Regions from separate parts of the Anas platyrhynchos genome. Here region 1 is linked to region 2. Evidence: chromatin contacts called from public Hi-C data. All regions are on one chromosome and are shown on one strand. Each heading gives the region's core, a stretch centred on a gene start, on an enhancer-like site or on the middle of the called end of the contact. The rest is flanking DNA. Distances are from core to core; before and after follow the strand shown. Region 1 overlaps NCKAP5 (NCK associated protein 5). Region 2 overlaps NCKAP5 (NCK associated protein 5).

Region 1 (6,517 bases), core at 1,119-3,618, 150 kb before region 2:
AAAAGACCTTTTTGTAGAAGCTGCCACTGAATTTGGAAGTGGAGAACAGGGCATTGTGATAGAGCCTTTCGCTGGGGAGAGGGAATGGGCTGAAGGCAAGGTGCTTTGAGCCCTACCACACTGACTCCTGTGGCCAGTCTTTCCTTCCCTCTGTCAGCCTGTGGTCAGTAATGATGATCTACTGCTGTGAGCTGATAAGTGTATTCATGTTTGCAAAGCTCATGCATCGTGGTGGCAAATGCCCACAAGACCTTCAGAACAAAAACTGAGATTAAAAAAAAAAATAATAATCAGGGCCCACTTAGCTTTCCCACCTAATTTCATTTTATGTGCAAGTCCTGCTCTTACAAATGTGGATGTCACTCCTGTTTTAAGAAAATTTCATGGACTTTTCTGCTCTTATTCTTGCGCATAGTGTGAGTTGCATACTAGTGTTTTGAGGCTTAGATTTAAACAAGTAGAAATCTTGCCCCATTAAATGCCCTGTGGTAGGGTCCAATTCCCCTTCCACTTGAGTCAAGAGCAAATTTTCAGATAATTGCTTTAAGAGCAGGAGCAGACTCTCGAAACCTGATGAGCTTGAGGCCATTTGATTTTCATTTTTCTTTCTTACATTTCCCTTCTCACATTTACATTTTCTTTCCTATATTTCAATGTCGCAAATTAGGCTACAGAGCAAGCTCGGTTTTCAGTCGAGCGATCCCCTGGTTGGATTTTCCCTGGGTAGAGGCCACAGGTCTGAGAAATAAGCCCAAGGACACCGCATATTATCTGATAACATTGTGGGATGGCATTAAAGGGGACAATTGCCAGCAGAATGGCAATTCTTCGGGCTTTCTGGCTGTCTGAAAAGAAGTGGAATGAGTGCAGGCTCCAGCCTGTCATCAGCCGACAAGTGGGACTGAGGCTGGGATAAAAGCCACCGAACAAAGGTGCCAAGGGGAGCACAGCTGGCGGCAGGGCTTAGCAGGAGGTGCTCTGCCATGTTCAGCTCCTGGCAGGATGGAGTTATGCTTCCCAAAAATCCCTACCAAAGCTGCTAATATACACCTTTGGAAGTTTTAGCATCTAAAGTAGAGTTTTATTGCTAAAATAGGATAAATGTACAATGTAAGTACAACACGAACCGTTAGCACCTGCAGTACTGTTCCGTGCTGCCTGATGATCCCTCTCATATACCGTGCAGAAACCTGAAGTGCATTAAGTGTTCCCTGATGGTTGCATACATTAGTCACAGTGTTTTGGGGATGGAAAGTTAGATAGCTGAAAAATACTTAGAAATTGTGTATGATTCCCTAGCCTGGCATGCGGAGTTGGATGGGGTGAGTCCCAGGGATGGGGTCAGTGCTGCAGCAGCGGGTTCGGGAAGCTGGCAGTAACACTGGGCTGTGAATGATGCAGGCCCTGAGCAGTAGCTTGGATTATAAAACAGTGGATAAAAATTATGTTGCTGAAAAATGGACTACTGGTATTGACACAGAGCAAGAACAAATGCTACCGGGAAACCGCGGGGTTGATAAGCTGCCCACAAGACGCCGCTATTTGTTTTCCTGAGCCAAACTAGCCTTGGATAGTGCACACAATAGGTCTGTGCAGAACCAAATATGCCATAAATTCTGGTCTTTGACAGTGCTAATTGATTATTATAATTCATTGTTATCTAAATTGTTAAATTCAACAGTTTACCGTATCCTTTTGTTTCGTTGTTGCTCAGGCATAATGCAAACAGGAAGAGTTAATTACTGCATGCAACAACAGAGGCGAATTGCATTGTCTGCTTCACTTTGATTGAAGCTGTGTTGAATCACCACTGCGGGTTGTCAGTAATGGTGGGGGAAAAAAAAAGAAGCAGGACTCCTTGTGCACTGAATTTGCTTTTTGGTGGTGGTTATCATTTGTTTTTTGAGAGCTATTCTTCTTGTTGCAGCTGGGTTGTATCATGCTTACTTCCCCAGCACTAAGTATTAGCTAATCGTGCAAACTGAGCTCACACGTGTGATTTGATCCACTTTGGAATCAGCAGCGCTCCTTGAGGAATACAGCACAACTTGACACACGAGTAAGAGGATGGCTTTTGCTTCTGAAATGACTTACCCCACCAGACATGAGCGCTTGGCTTTTCTCTCCAGTGCTCGGGTGGATGGCCAGAGCTGCATCTGCTGGGTAAAAGGAGTAGTGGGGAACTCGAGAGGAGATTAACAATGGCTCAATTTCTACACATTCCTAAAGCTCTGCTCCACGTTGCTGTTTTCTAAAATATGGGGTAACTCTGCTGTAAAATGTAGGATCTTTTCAGCTGCTTAGCTCCCTGGATCTGACAAAATGGTTCATAGTGGTAAGATTTTGGGGGCTATTTTGCCAGTAGAGGGCCACGTTAAACTGGATAAAGTAACTCCCTCTTGGGCTCGCATTTTCAGTGAGTAGCAGCTTAAAGCATATGGTTGTTTTCAAGGGCAAAATGAGTAAATAATTAGATTTTTTAGAAGCTACGGAATGATTAATTATTTAAAATAAGAATCACATCATTTTTGCAGCACACCACAGTTCCGTGTCAGTCTAATTAGACTGAATTCTGATCCTTGAAATGCATCGTAGCTACCTGTTTATTCGCAACTGTTCAAGGTTGATAGATACAGCTCTAATAAGTCATTAAGCTGACGTGATATACAGCAGCAGCATGTGCTTTTGCTATAATGACACAAATGAGAAAAGAATTGTTTTTCAGAGGTACAATCACGTTTGTTTTTGATGTGGCCTCTAAACTAGCTGTCATTATTCAGGCTCTTGTGCTGCAGGAGTTGACCTTTGGCAAAATATTTTGTTATCCTCAATCTTTTATACAGGCCTTTTGTGAACTCTGCACAGCTCTCATTTTGCTGATTGCATTTAAAGTCATTTATTGCACAGTGTTTGCCCTTCTAGCAGATGTTAAAGGATTCCCTGCCTCCCCCCTTAAAGGCTACTCCTCCGCAGCATCTAATTATAACCTACACAAAAGATTAACAGATGTTATAATTGTCTTTACTCATTGATTAAATAGTTTCTGCATGATTTGCTCTCTCTTCTCCCTCACTGCTGATTTGTGAGGTCTTTCTGGATAGGTCTCATGCATCTGCAATTTGTTAACAGTGGCCATCTTCACAGTTTGTAACTTTGGGGTTTTGTGTTTCAGGCTGAGCAGGCTATGTATGTTCTTCTGGAACAAAAATACGTGACGGAAATGTGTTAAAATGGGTGTGTGATACTTGCTTTGGTTACGCATTTCTGTTTTCCTCCTGCTCTTAACCATTCCTTCGGAAATACATGTAAAAAGCAGACTAGCTTTAATGAATATAAATTGGGGAATGAGGGGTGAATGCTGAGATCTGTTTGGCAGTGTGTTTGCCTCTGTATTCCAGTTGCCAAGTGCAGAGGAAATGAGTGGCTAAGAAAAACAATTTGAGGAGAAACTTCCTAGTAGGAGAAAGTTTCTAGAGAACTTTTCAAATAGAACCCTATAGATGTCCCTAGCAGGACCACTGTAATGCCTTGGCTTTGCTTTTTGGGGACAGTGGGGGTGTGGGGATGGGTGTATGCTTTCATTTCGCCTTCCTACAAAATGAAGCTTACTCAATTCTTGATCTAAATAATCTCTTCTGTTTTGTTCCCACCCTGAGATGGGAGCTCATGCCATCCATGCGTAATGGTGTTCTTACACATCTTTTAACATCTCAAACGAGGTCAGAACAAATGATGTTTCTGTCTAGAGGTGAAACATCATGCACGTGTGTTGTGCTTAACTATCCTTCCTTGGTGCTTGGATTCCATATAACTTTCTCCTTATTTCTTTGATTGGCACAGATGTGAGTTGCTGGTGAATCCACAAAGATCCCCACGACAGCCTCTGAGCATCCCCCAGTTCTGTGCAGCTGCATCTGTCCCACGGCCTCAGCCTGCAGCGCTCTGCCTTGCTTAGCTCTCCCTTACTGCACGAGGAGATCAGTGTGTCGTGTTTTCCAAGAAAACCTCTGCCTAAAGAGGTTAGAGAAGAGGAACAGGGTAAAGGCTTGAGGCTTGGATTGTGGCTTGCTTAGTCAAAAGTCAAAAAATGTTGTGCTGTTCCCCTGCCTGCCCTCCAAATCCTGCTAAAACATAAAACTGTTGTCTTGATTTCTAGTCAGCGAAACTGCCTCATGTTGAGCTTGGGCATATCTTCTCCTGTTAAGACCCTCATTGTATTTTTTGCTACAAAAAGTACTCTGAGTCAGCGTGGATATCTGGGCATGCTACCTCAATTAATGCAGATTCACAGATACATGGGATACGCTGTGTTATGCTGCTGTGTTGCCAGTGTGGAAACAGCATCTCTGCAGTGAATGCTGGGCATAACACCAGCTGGGAGATCTTGTCATGCACCTATCGGGCTCTGGGTTTTTATCAGTTTTTAAAGCTGATCTTTTACTTACAATTCCTGAGTTTTACTAGACTGAATAATAATCTTTGCAGTGCACAAAAGCATTTGTCTAGGGATTTAAAACTGCTCTAGAAACAGAGGTACTTTGTTTGCGGGATTTATGAAGAACACTGTATCCTCCTTGTTTTCAAATGACATATCAGTGCTCCTGAATGCTTCCCATTTATGAGCTGGGGGGAGCAAATTATAGAGTCATAATAAGAAAATTCCAGGGTGCCAACTGTGCTTGCAAAGTGTATTTTAATTATATAGACACCTGTCCACTACCAAGTTGCAATATTTCACAGAGGTCACTGAGCAGCCTGCAGATGGAAATTACTTTTATTCAATACCAGCCCGGTGTGAGTTTGAAACACTGATCCAGGGGTGAAAGGCTAAAGTCCCAATTACCAGAAATCAGCCCAGTATGGGGATCGGATAAACCTGGTGCTAAGTTGTAGGTGCTCTTTGCAGTCACACATGAGAAACATTTAGAAATTAATGACTTACTAAAAGTTCAGCTAAATCATTAAGGATTTTTAACATCCACTGTTGGCTGCTACTGAAGGACAATTTAGGTGAAACCTGGCCTAACATTTTAATAAACAGTTCTCTGTTATGTCACTGGCTATTTGCCCTAACATGTGAGACTAAGATCTTCACCTTTCTTAAAATTGCACAATTAAATGAAAGCACCAAATCAACTGAAAAGAAGAGAAAAAAAAGTAGAACAATCTGAAAAGTCTTGCCTGGGCATTCTCCTTGCCTCTCTGCTTGGGAATCTGTAGACTTATATTTAATTATATGAGCCTTTACTAAAACTAATAACTTCCTTCCCTTAAGCTCCAATTCTCTCATGGGGTTATCGATTGGGGACACATCATGATGTTCATAGGAAACCATTTCTGTCACTTGTATTTACCAATCTTTAATCAAGTGAATTGCTTTTCTTCTCGATTACCACAAAAATCTTCCGTCCCAAGAAAAAGCTTTAAACAGACATCAATGAGAATTTAGCAAAGAGATTATGGTTTTTGACACAACTCTGAGAGGAGGACGGCTCATGAGATGGCCATGGGCAGCATGAGGATGCGGAGGCAGGTACCACCACTCCTAGCCACTATTCCTTGCTCATGGCAGCGAGGTCATGTTACCGATGGGCTCTGGCTCGCTAGTAAAGCACACACTGTCTGGCTTTCCCCCACTGACTATTGTCAGTTGTGGAAGCAAGTTTTTCTTTCCTCGTTTTACTTATTCCTCTCTACCTGAGCTCCAGGTTTGAGTCCTGTGCGTTACAGGGTGATGCTGAGCTCGGCTCCGTAGATACCCGCCCTGGTAGCCTAGGAGGCTGAGTCCCCTTAGCGCCCACTGCACTCATCTGAGATGGCGTGGCTCACCCAGGGATGAGGAGGGGCACAGCTGAAGCTCTAACTCGGAGGGTCCTCACCTGGGAAGGGAGGGAGGATGTGACACTTTCATGCGGCTTTAGGGCACAGCCTTGGGCGAGAAGTCCCGTGGTACCAACCTAAACCACCCACTTGAGCCAGGATCCAACTCCAAATATGGGTCAGTGCTTAGCACTTTCTTGAAATGAGCCAGGTGTGCTTTCTTTCCTCAGTGCCTGTGTCCTAGGCTGTTCTCCCCCCCCCCAAGAAAACAATTAAAAAACCTCATGCTGAGCACAGTACTTTAAAAGGTTATATTTGGGCTCAAAATACACTTTAAAATTCCAAGTGCTTCCTTTAAAATGTATGAGTGTATTAACTCTTTCCCCTTCCCCATTAAAAGTACTGTTGTTTTTTTCAGTTATTGTTATTTTCCACAGCCAGAATAGAGGCAAAGCAATAACTTTGAATAACTTCAGTTATTCCAATACTGCAGGTCCATAAACTATAATCTTTAAAAAAAATAATTATCTGAACCTACATGGCATTGCTTATAAGGAAACAACCTGAGGAAGACAATCCTGTTTGAGTAATTAACGTGAATTCTACAAGTAAAAAATAAACCTAACAAACTGTTGCTACCACAAGCAAAAATATAATTCAGATTTTAATGAATTATGAACTTCTGAAACATCAGCGG
Region 2 (6,139 bases), core at 1,181-3,680:
TGGAAGAGTGCAAGCATGGAAGCTTTAATTAAAAACAAAGTCAATCCAATCAATTTGTAAATCATGTAATGTTCTTTATATCTTCATTTTTCTCATAGCAGTTTGAGATTAGGCTTGTGAGCAAAAGTTGAAATGAGTGATTTTTGGTTAACCAGAGCTCTCAATTAACAGAGTGCCTTATCTCTTCAAAACAATTTTCTTTCGGAGCCAACATGTGCAGAATGTGCTTAATTATTTAATATCTGAGGAACTCTTCCCATCTGTTAAGAAGTTTGTTTGTCCCTGTCTTTGGATAAAATGTTGTAGGCTTCCATGGGATAACAAAGCAGAAAAGTCCCAAACCCAGATCCACTCCCTCAGACACACTTAGGAAGCTGCTGTTGATCTGAGTGGGTCTCATAGATGGCTGTGAAATAATCTGGGGCAAAGCTTGTTTAACCTGGTGGAGAGAAGCTGTGTAGGAGCTGTACACTCAGTTAGCTGTGTGCTTCCAGATCCTTAAAATCCCAGCTGCCTCTGGTGAGTGCATTTTATGAATCATTATTAGTGATCAATGCAATGCAAGAAGGTTTGGAGGGATGTGGGTGAGAGGTAGGAGAAACCTGCCATGAGCCATATGATAGCCACGTGCAGCTCCGTAACAGAGGAAGGGTGGCTGACAGGAGCCTTGGCAATCTTCATGGCTCGTAGTGAGGGGAAGGAGGGCAGTGGGATTTGCACCAAATCCTGCTGTGTGCCAGGCATGGTGCAAGCATTACCCCAAGACCCTTGGGTCTGTGCTGGGGCTGATTTGGCCACCAGAAAGTTTTGAGAGTTCAGCAGTCAGGCGATGGGGCACTTGGTTATGGGGTGCGTGTTGGGGCAGAAGTTCTCTAGGAACTGAGAAGCAAACTTCTGTCACGTTGAGCTGTAATCCAGCAGCCGATAACCACGATGTAACTCCTGCTGACTTCAGAGGGGATTTTGCCTCAGGAAGGATGGCAAAGATCAGGCATGGGGTTTAGAATTGCATTTTAGTTTCCAGCGTAAACAATTTTCAAAATCTGAAAAGAGCTGTTTACTGTATTTGAAGTGTTTCCTTTAATTTTTTTTTTAAACCAGTTTTCCCTGGGAGGCATAGAACTAATATAATATATTGCATGTAAAATACACTTAGCGGGATAATTCAAGACTTCATGAAATAAGCAACAGTGATTAACCTTCTAGACCTGGTAATGCTTTTGGTATATGCAATTCCAGAGACCCCCTATTTTTAGTAGAAAACCTATAATTTGTAGGTTGTCACTCTCCTGAAGTAATTTATAGTGGAAGAAGAGTTGTCATAACAAGTGAACTGCTGCAAGACCTCTCTGCCTGATAAATGACACTCGGATTCAAAGACCATTACAATTCCTTTTATTTACTGTTCAGTAACTTTGCTTACATACTTTTTGGACTCAAGGAACAGCACAGAATAATGGGAATCGAGCTTCCTCTGTCCCAGCAGCTCTCAGCAGCTTGGAGATGATAACATGCCTTTGGGAGAGGGCTGCAGCAGGGCAGGGAAGCAGTGGGGCCTCTGAAAAAGCCCCAGGCTTGGGCTTCTGGCCTTGGTGTCGCACCCACCTGGTGGTTTCATCTCCTGGGGGTCAGGAACGCCGGGTGCCTTTTCCTGCAGGCTTGTGAGATTCCTCACACGGCACTGCTAAGCAGAGTGTGATTTTTGGATAATTGGTTGCGAGGCTGAGTGCTGTAGCCCGTTACAAGCTGACAGGTAGCTCCCCAGGGGTGCAGCCTCTCCCCAAGGTAAATATCAGACTGTTTTCCTGCTCTTTCCCGAGGGGTCATTTCCACAATTATCCTGCAACTACTGCTGAGGCAGAGTGCGCCTGGAGAGACAATTGCTTTGAAGCAGCTGATGTATGGAAACTTGCCTGTGTCTCAGAGCTCAAAACCGGTAATTTTAATACGAAACACAGCAGTCATTAATTAACATTAATGAACTCAGCTGTGAGCGAGCAGTGTGGAAGCGGTATGGGTCCGGGAGATGGAGTATCTGAATGCAGGGGAGGCCGTGGACCAAGTAATTCCGGTAGGCTGCATTCCTGGGCCGTCGAGCACGGAGCCCACACCGCAGGCCGGTCTCAGGGCACATTGTTAGGAAAGATGCACAGAGAAATTTTGGAGGGGGATTTTGGGCAGAGCAAGCCTTTGGCTTTGGCCTTTTGATGAGCTAACACCTTCATTTGGGAAGGGCAGGGGTGACAGCAGTTGCTGCTATTAGCACTGTGCTGTCTTGCAGAGAGTACACGGTGTGGGGTGGGTGGAAAGCAGCCTGCAGGAGGAGCCGTGCCGCCTCTCCTGCATCTGCAAACCGCACGAAACATCACCCAGCCTTCTGCAGGGGGGCACCTCATTTAGTACCGTGCCAGTGCTCCTTCCTTCCTTCAAAGAATTTACATTTTATTGGGGTTTTGCAATACAGATGGGTCATGAGTGTAAGAGGTGGTGGCATTACACCAACCCACGGCCACTTCTAGGACAAGCAGAGTCAGAGGGCCAGAGGTGTTTGTCCCCGGCACCGCGTGGCTGCAGGACGGGGTTCGGCCTGCCCTGCCTGCTCTCCGTTCGGTGTCTGTTTGATCGCAGTGTGAGAAAGTTGTGCGTAGACTTCACTATTGCCTTCTCTGCAGAAATCATGTGAAGAATATGCTATTTATAATTCGCTTCCCTGCACGGGGGCCCGTCAGTATTTGCGGTCTCTGCATTTCGCATGTGGTCCCTGGAAGCTGAGGCAGGGACTGCTGCGGCGAGGCCTGCTCGGACACAGGAACAACATCAAACAATCAACACTAAGCATGTGCTGTAGAAACTAGTTAAGCTGTGATATCTTTGCTCAAAAAGGGATTTGTGCATCTGTGTAAATAACACGGTGAGTGATGAGGGAATGTGGTTTTTATGAGGAGACCTTTTTTAAAAGCTAAGGCTAAAAGATCAGGCATGCTGTACTGTGTGCGATACCAGTGTGTCAGCTCCACAACAGTCCCTGTAGAAATGTATTTTTTCCAATGTCCCAGACATGTATTTTTCATGACTGGATTATTGGAAGTAGATATGTACCAGAAGATACTCTAAAGAAGAGAACAAATGAAGGTATTGCACTTCAAGACTAGTGTTCATCACCAAAAATATGAGCTGACTCTAAGATCCCATTTTTTCCGTATGGCTGTATAGAAATTGATACCTCATACATAAGATTGCATGAACGTGCATTTATAAATTGTTTGAATTAGGAGAACCAAATAAATTTAGGCTGTGAATACCTGACATTTGCTCAAGTTTCTCATCAGTAAATATTAATGATTAGTCATTACCAGAAGGCACATCTGCTCTGCTGCCAGTCAAGCTACTGGAAGCACCAGCAGCAGTGAGCCTAGCTGTGGTGAGGCTCTTTTGCTTTTGGCCTTCAGTTCTTTAATGTGCATTTTAGAAATGTTCTTAGTCATGTTACTTCTGACTCATCAAAGATATTTTACCTTTCTGTAAAGGAAAAGAATACGATCACTTCATGTGTGTACAGTGCGTATGAATTTGATGGAGACTGTGCAGGTGTCTCCTTTATTAAAATTATCAGCTTTCCATACAGATGAAGTGTTTATTTCAAAAGATCATAAAAGCTAGAAACTGTTTTAGTCAGTCCTCTTTTATTTATTTATTTTTGACTCATTAAATCCACATGTTTTTACCAAACCTTAAGTGCCTGACTTTGGATCTTTAGGACACAGAACAATACCAGGAAAAGTGTTCATTTTTGTGAGATTTTATTAACAGTGAACAATGCTGGGTTAGGAAAAATACAAGAAAAATGATTCCATAGTTACATAGCAGAGTCTTTGTGATAGATTAAGTGTTGTGTTAGCAGACATCTAGATTAAATACCTTGAGTGAACCAAACATACACAGAATTACATCATGTTTTAATAACTTCAGTTGATAATTACCTAGAAAAAGTTCAAGATTTTATTTATTCGATCCTTTTATATTCATACATGTTACAGGGTTGCTTCATTAGTTTGTACTTCTGCATCCAAGTACTTTAAATCTACTCTATTTTCCATTAGTTCAGTGGCCTGTAACCTGCACAAAAGAAATTGTGCCACTTTGGCAATTTAGCTGTGAAGGTTAAAGTGGGATGATGGCGCCTTTTATGTGTACATGGCTTTCACTTAGGGTGGGCCCTAGGCTCTGATTTACCATGTGTCCCGCTGCGTATTTAAGTGATGCAAAGTGATTATCGTGGGCTCTTCCCGGTGTCTGTCTATTCCACACCTGCACCCTTTTGTTAAAAACCACCATGTTAACTGAATGTGAGGTCCCCACTGAATAGGTTTCCACCCTCTGGTAATCCTTCTGCATTAGATTGATTTATGAATGTATCAGATTCTTTGTTAGCATGTAAACCACTAATTAATTTAAAGCTCTCTGTGGAAAAATTAAAGCCCTGGTTAAGGCTTTCAACAGGCTCAGATGGTGCTAATAATGGAAAAACAAGTTATATTAATGAGTTCTGATGCGATCAGCACAATTCTTGCTTTACAAACAGTTTTTGCTATAAAATACTAGAGACTGCAAGTTTTAAAATAAAGAGTGGAAAAAGTAAGAGGGAAAGGCAGGAAAAGTCTCCCTGCAGTAAGATACCCCGCTATTACTAGGAACGGAGTCACTTTTGCTTGTTACAACTTTTTAAAATGTAATTTCCTAGATATACATAACAGCCTCTTGTAAAACTGCTGGGATTGAAATGCAAACCAGTCTTTTTCCCGGATTGAAGCTGAACTTCTAATGTAATCAGCTGTGATAAGATCTCTCTCTTGCTCCCTCTTCTCATCATGGGCTGCTGAACTGGAGCATTCACAAGGAGATGGATGTGCTAGAGTGCAGAAAAGGTCTTGATTGAAATCTTATGAAAATCAGTAGAGACTCTGACCATATTCTCTACTTTTCCAAGCTCCAGGTTGTTTTGTGTGTAATTTCAGTTGTTTCCTCTTTCACCTTAATGTAGGTATGAGGTTTTGGTGAGAAGAAAGAGGAGATCAGAGCCCTGCCTGACGATGCTTTGTTGAGCTGAAGTGAAATGAAGTCAGAAACAAAAAGCTAAATCTCCGTCTTTTTTTGCAGGAAGCTGGAAATGTGCATTTATAGGGGCAGGCCATGATTATAGGAAGTTGCCCTTTTTCTGCACCTGTTCCCCCTCCAGAAAGCTAAGCTGCGTGTACCACTCCTGGCTCCCAGCACAGTCCAGGCACCCAGTCTCGTGCCACATTCTGGCTGTGCGCTCAGCGCCAAAGCTGATGCTCACGCTGCCCCGCTAATCGTCAAGCAGGGAGCATTCTTAAAAGGAGCACAGGCAGCATTTTCAGAGGCCCAGCCCCTCACATCTGCACCAGGCACCTTGCCCTTATGCCCGAGAGGGAATCGTGAGGTTGTGCGCGAGCTCCAGCCTGACGGATGGCAGCACGATGCCATGAGCGGCCGCGGCCGGGGGGCACTCGCTGTCATCGGCATGATGGGTCCGCACCATGGCCAGGGGCAGCCAGGACTGCTGCAGAAGCACCCGGATCAGGCAAAAATAGATGATATTTAGTAATAAATGAAGTGTTAAAGATGAGGTACAAAAGGCTAAATTATCTTTCCCAACTTCTGGGTTCTTACATCTATGAAATCATCTATCTGTGCTCTAATTAGAAAGTAGCAGAGAGAGAGGCAAAGCCGCTGTTGTAAAATGTCTCTTTGAATATTCAACATCCTAAACCTAAGAAAGGAGCAGTCTGACCCTCGTGCCTTCTCTGTGAAGCTGTGTGTTTATACAACCAGCCATGCTGTCTAGCTCCTCTTTCTTAGAAACTTTGTCACATGGCTGTCAGAGAAACTAGGTGGCATTAGTAGTAGTTAACATCAATAATGGCTATTGAAATTCTCTGCGAACCTGCTTTAATGCTCCTGGACCTCATTAATTGTCCATACCTCATTAGTCCAACTGTCCTTATCTACAACTTAGCAGTTTCATTTTTAGTTGTTTTAGAATTTTTAGTCCAGGAGAGGATTTTAGTTCTTTTTAGATCTTTACAACTCCTAAGTGTGTGTTTGTGTGTGCATGCAT

The links. A called contact is a pair of places that touch in the nucleus more often than the background predicts.
Region 1: a contact with region 2 is called in a Hi-C map of skeletal muscle, with 2.5 times the contacts expected there. The contact joins two enhancer-like sites. A contact is called at or near these places in 2 of 8 Hi-C or Micro-C datasets (skeletal muscle and subcutaneous adipose tissue).

The regions. Positions count from the first base shown.
Region 1 is chr7:10,602,737-10,609,253 of IASCAAS_PekinDuck_T2T, reverse strand. The region is part of intron 3 of NCKAP5 (NCK associated protein 5); the gene reads left to right. Among named protein-coding and RNA genes, the nearest start is that of NCKAP5, 75 kb to the left of the region's middle. Within about 2 kb of position 2,368, at least 1 of the 8 cell types and tissues checked has an H3K27ac peak or open chromatin away from gene starts, as enhancers often do.
Region 2 is chr7:10,451,817-10,457,955 of IASCAAS_PekinDuck_T2T, reverse strand. The region is part of intron 6 of NCKAP5 (NCK associated protein 5); the gene reads left to right. Among named protein-coding and RNA genes, the nearest start is that of LYPD1, 210 kb to the right of the region's middle. Within about 2 kb of position 2,430, at least 1 of the 8 cell types and tissues checked has an H3K27ac peak or open chromatin away from gene starts, as enhancers often do.